Regions from separate parts of the Hordeum vulgare genome. Here region 1 is linked to region 2. A link is a contact called in public Hi-C data. All regions are on one chromosome and are shown on one strand. Each heading gives the region's core, a stretch centred on a gene start, on an enhancer-like site or on the middle of the called end of the contact. The rest is flanking DNA. Distances are from core to core; before and after follow the strand shown. Region 1 has its middle 11 kb from the start of LOC123406433. Region 2 has its middle 160 kb from the start of LOC123404302.

What was found. Hi-C and Micro-C count contacts between places; a contact is called where the count stands out from the background.
Region 1: a Hi-C map of seedling shows a contact between it and region 2, with 8 times the contacts expected there. The contact joins two enhancer-like sites. A contact is called at or near these places in 3 of 6 Hi-C or Micro-C datasets (leaf and seedling) and 1 of 1 datasets of contacts at active chromatin or transcription factors (embryo).

What each region holds. Positions count from the first base shown.
Region 1 is chr6H:456,770,744-456,773,443 of MorexV3_pseudomolecules_assembly, reverse strand. No RefSeq gene overlaps it. Among protein-coding and RNA genes, the nearest start is that of LOC123406433, 11 kb to the left of the region's middle. Within about 2 kb of position 1,258, at least 3 of the 3 cell types and tissues checked have open chromatin away from gene starts, as enhancers often do. A contact at or near this core is called in leaf and seedling, where this site is marked.
Region 2 is chr6H:456,101,349-456,104,048 of MorexV3_pseudomolecules_assembly, reverse strand. No RefSeq gene overlaps it. Among protein-coding and RNA genes, the nearest start is that of LOC123404302, 160 kb to the right of the region's middle. Within about 2 kb of position 1,433, at least 3 of the 3 cell types and tissues checked have open chromatin away from gene starts, as enhancers often do. A contact at or near this core is called in leaf and seedling, where this site is marked.

The DNA of each region.
Region 1 (2,700 bases), core at 9-2,508, 670 kb before region 2:
TGAAAAATATTATGCCGTTGAAACATCTTTGAAAAATATAACAGCGTCAGTCTAGTCAAAGACGACCGGCTCCAGTCGGCTTCACTGTAGTCGATTAGTGCTTATCGGCTTTGGCTAAACCGATAAGCCACTCGTCCGCCCCATGCATCTCGAGTCGGCTTAAGCATGACTATTTAGTATTAATTGGCTTAATAGTAACCAATTAGTTTCAGTTGATTTTGGCAAAGCTGATAGGTGCATCCGCTCATACTTTTCAGCGTAATTAAGACTTTTTGGTGATCGGCAAAAATAGTCCGCCATAATTTCCTACTTCTAACTTTCTGTCATAGTTTCCCGCTTCTTAGTTCCCGCCGATATCTTCCGTCATAATTTCCCGCTTGTGACTTCCCGTGCTTCTTAGTTCCCGCCGATATCTCCTGTCATAGTTTTCCGATTCTTAGTTCCCGCCGATATTGCAAGCTAGTAACCAGTGCATCCATCAGAGTCTCACTATATTTGCTTCATATAAAATAATTTTTTTGAACTGGACCGAATCCATAATGCATGAGCATCGATGTTGTCTGTTTCAGTAACACTAAACATCCGTCCAGCCATTGTGTCAACTGACTAACAATATATATTTCAGGGGCAGTCATTGACATCTTAATGTACTGAAATTCACTCACATCAACTCCCATCTCATTTGTTTAAACAGTATCAGGGCCATAGTAAAAACCTAACTTCACTAAATTAGACATCTATGTTGACCTAAAAAACGTGGACAAACAATAAATAGAAGGACAAACTAAAAATATTACGAAACCAACTAAAATATTACCAAACCAACAAACCCGTTTTCCAAATTTGGTCGGAAATAAAAAAAATATCAAAAATTTCAAAACATGTTTGGAATTTTTTAATCATTTAGAAAATTCAAAAAATGATCGATATTTCTAATATTTGTTTGGAAATGATAAAAAATATTTGCACTTTAAAAACAAACAGGATTTCTAAAATTTGGTAAGAATTTCAGAAAAAAAATCAAAACTAAAAATTTGTATGTAATTATAAACAACGTTCATAAATTTCATTTTTTGAAACTTCAAAATAGTTTTTCCGTTTTACAAAATATGTTCATGTTTTATTATTAAAACTGACAGAATTTTTTTAGAAAAAGTTTGATCACAACAGTCGAGTAGCTTCAGTGCGGTTTGCTACAGTACATCGATTCCCTACAGTGCGGATGGCCGGCCTAGTTGGGTGCTCCTTTGGGGACCTCCTATGTGGCGCTTCAGGCGACATTAGCGGAACGGGCGCCTGCAGCGCCCCTATTCGTGGGCCGGCCCATATAAAAGGGGTTTGTTATTAAAAAATCGACAAAAGTTCACAGAATTTTTAAAAAGTTCAGACTTTCGTAAAAAAATCAATGATTACATGTTCATGAATTTTCAATTTTTTTAAAGTATTCGAAAAAAACATCGATTTTGAAAAAATAGTTCATCAATTTTTGAAAGTAGTTCACTGATTGAAAAAAGTTCATGAATTTTAAATTATATTCATCGATTTTCAAAAAAGTGCACCAATTTTTTTTTAAAAAACATCGTTTTTTCAAAAAAGTTCACCGATTTCAAATGAAGTTCACTGACTAAAAAAGTTCATGAAAAATTTCTAGATGGGTCGGCCCATTGCGGAGCACTGCAGGCGCCGCTTAGCAAATCCACAGTTCCTCGGATTCGAACCACACAACTAGCTCTTGACGGTTCGCTCGTGACAACACCCGGCAACAGACCAGAATCTGCATTTTATTTCTTTTCTTTGTTTTCCTTTTTCCATTTTTGTTTTCTGTTTTTCCTTTTTCCCTTTTTTCATTTATCGTTTTCTTTTTTTGAAATTCCTATTTTTTTTCTTCAAATAGAGGAACTTCTTTTCTTAATCCATGAATAGAACTTTTCGAAACTCGTGAACTTTTTTTCAAATTGATGAACCTTTTTATAAATGGAGGAACTTATTTTTAAAATTTTATGAACTTTTTACAATTATTTGAACTTTTTCTCAAAATGTATGAAATATTTTTAAAATTAATGGGTTTTTTTCAAAATCAATAAATGTTTTTCAAATGGATGATCTTTTTTTGAAAATGATGTATTTTTCCCCAAAATCGATGAACTTTTTGCAAATCGATGATTTTTTTTTGGAAAATTGATGAACTTTAAAAAAATCGATGTTGTTTTCAAAATCAATGAACTTTTCTTCAAAATCAATGAGCATTTTTCAAATAGATGGAATGTTTTCAAAATCGATGAACTTTTTCAAAATGAATGAATTTTTTTCAAATAAATGATTTTTAAAAAATTGATGAGATTTTTAAAAAATTAATGAAGTTTTTTTAAATTGTGAACTTTTATTAAAAAATGACGATTTTTTTTTCTAAATTGATGGAATTATTCAAATCCGTTAGTTTTTTAAAATTAATTCAGGAAACTGAGTGATACAATACACATGCTATAGATATCACCACGAGCTTTTTTTATACTTTTGGTGCTTTCCTAATTCAAGGAAGTCGTGTCGTTTTTGTGGTGATGCACACTCGTATGTAAGGACCTTGGCTCAAGTTCGAATTGTGGAAAGGCCACTTTTTTTGCTATTTTTTACGCTCTTACAAGTTCGTTGCGCAGTGGCCCGAGCGGTCTTAGCGAACGGGTAAATCAACCTTATTGGGCC
Region 2 (2,700 bases), core at 184-2,683:
GAATAATGACTTATTTATTAAGATTGCACCCTAGATAGTATTTTTATTAAACGTTTAACAGATAAAATAATATCATATTTAAATTCTACATATTTTTCTAATCAAATTCCATGTATAATATGTTAAATTTGAAGTTACGGTTTAAAAGATATGAGTATTTAAAAAAATATTTAATATATACTACGAGTTTAATGTCATAAACAGTAAGGCTTTTTTGTAAATCACCTCGGTGGGTTTTCCGACGGAAGCGATGGCCTCTTTATTATTAGGTAAAGATTCCTAAACATATTTGAAAAATCAACACGTTTTAAATATTTGAACAATTGTAAATGGGCAGATTTAATGAACAAAGAAAATGAACATTTTGTCACAATTTCTAATATTTCTGAAATGTTTTTATTTAATCCGATTTTTTAATGAATCTCTTTTTTCAGGATTTCTTGAAGAAATAATAGAAGAAGAAAAAATCAGTAAATTAAGCGACGGGATTTACTTTAAGAAAAAAAACACGAACCTGATTCGGTCACCGTTGGTCCTATATTTTGTGTACACGGCTACCACTTGGCCGGTCCATTATGGTATCCTTGTCTTGATTGATTCTGTGATTTGTCGACAAATTCGCGCGAGGATAGACAACTAGGTTTGACCCTGGAAATCCCTATTCGCCGCATTCTGCGTCGAAAAGTCGAGGCTTCGCACAGAGGCACCACATAGCGTTTGGTAATGGCCCAGCCCATTTACATGTCCAACACCTCCGGTTTTAGGAACCTTCTAAAGTCTCCATACGATTTTTTTCCGGTTTTGGAACTTTTTATAAGATTCTCTGAACCTTTTTTTTCTGTTTTTGTTTTAAAAATGTTCTTGATTTTTAGAAAATGTTATCAAATTTGAAAAAATGTTTCGGAATTTGAAAAAATGTTTTGGAATTTAAAAAATGTTCGGAAATTTAAAAAAAATTCCAAAATTGTAAAAATGTTCAGAAATTTTAAAAAAATGATCCAGAATTCGAAAAAATGCTCTGGATTGGAAAAAATGTTCCGGAATTTTTAAAAAGCTAAGGAATTTGAAAAAATATTCTGATATTTTTATTAAAAAGTTTCGAGTTTTCCAAAAGAAATAATCCAAAATTTGAAGAAATGTTCCGGAATTTGTAAAAATGTTCCAAAATTTGAAAAAATGTTCCAGAATTTGAAAAAATGTTTCAACATTTCAAAAATGTTCAGGAATTTAAAAAAATGTTCCAGAATTCGAAAAAATGTTCTGGATGTGAAAAAATGTTCCGGAAGTTTCAAAACAAATATACTGAAATGTTTCAGATTTTCAACTGCTGGTCGCTAACCTTTTTTGTGGTCTCCATATTCGCTACTGGTCGCTAACTTGGGCCGGCCCAGTAGGGGCGACCTCGTGTGCGTCCCCTCGGCAGTTGCCGCAACGAGCGGCGCATAGGAGGTCCCCTAGCCCGTGGCGAGACGGCTGGAGCTATATCTCGCTCTTCGCACAAGCAACTGGGCTGGCCCATTAGCAAATCTTAAAACAAAATGGAAGCAAGGACAAGATTAGTCCCCTGGCCCTCCTTGTTTATTTGTAACACGCCTAGCCAATGTAATGATCAAATTAATGGCCAAAAGGTAGATTCTTTTTACATTAGTTACTTCTTTTATCTACATTTTGTGTATACGTCCAGAACACTTTTTAATACATGTTTAGACATTTTACAAATATAAATTTAACATTTTTCGAATACATGGTCAACATGTTTTGTAAACACTCTTTAGACTCTGATTGTCCTTTTTCCTCCTTCTGGGGACTTGTCTCCAAGACATGTAGATATTTATTATATATTAATATAGCATAGTAGGAGCCTCTCCTATTATTTTCAGTCAAAAAAAGACATGTTTTGTAAAGAATTTTTTTAACAATTTTGAATTACTTTATTAACATTTTCGAAATAAAAGATTAACATTTTTTAAATACACATCAACATTTTTTCTATCCATACGTAATATTTTCAAATAATTGATTTATATTTTTCAAAAACGATATGAAAAAATTATAATGCATGATCAACATTTTTACTATGCACATTTAATATTTTTCAAATGTCTCATAAACATTTTAAGTGCAATATTAACATTTTTAACACACAATCAACACATTTTCTAAACACATTTACATTTTTAAAATACTTGGTCATCATTTTTTCCAAATATTTTTTTAATATTTTTATATACATGAGGAAAGCCAATACTATTAAAAGAGGGTGAGGTATTATGTTTAATTGGTTGCTCAAGTGCTTAGAGATAGCCACCAAAAATATTCAGTCATTCTCCTAGAAAATTGATGCCACCAATATTTTCCACTCAGCCCTACCGATTTTTCAGAGATAGAACCTTTGCCAAACCCTAATCTCTCGGTACCACCAACTTTCACATCGGTACCACCGAAAGATAGTGACCAACTTTCTGTTGAGCAAATTCCAAGAATCGGAATTTCCGAGATTGTAATTGGTCTCACCGAGATTTGGAAACTTCCCTAGGCCATCACATTAGTACCACTGAGATTTATATATCGGTCTCACCGAGAATTTAAAAGTCGCCACATTTAGTGCAACTCGGTACCACCGAGATTCATTTCGGTATCACCGAGTTGGGGAATAATATTGTAATGGTTGGATTTTGGGGGATGCCTATATATACCCCT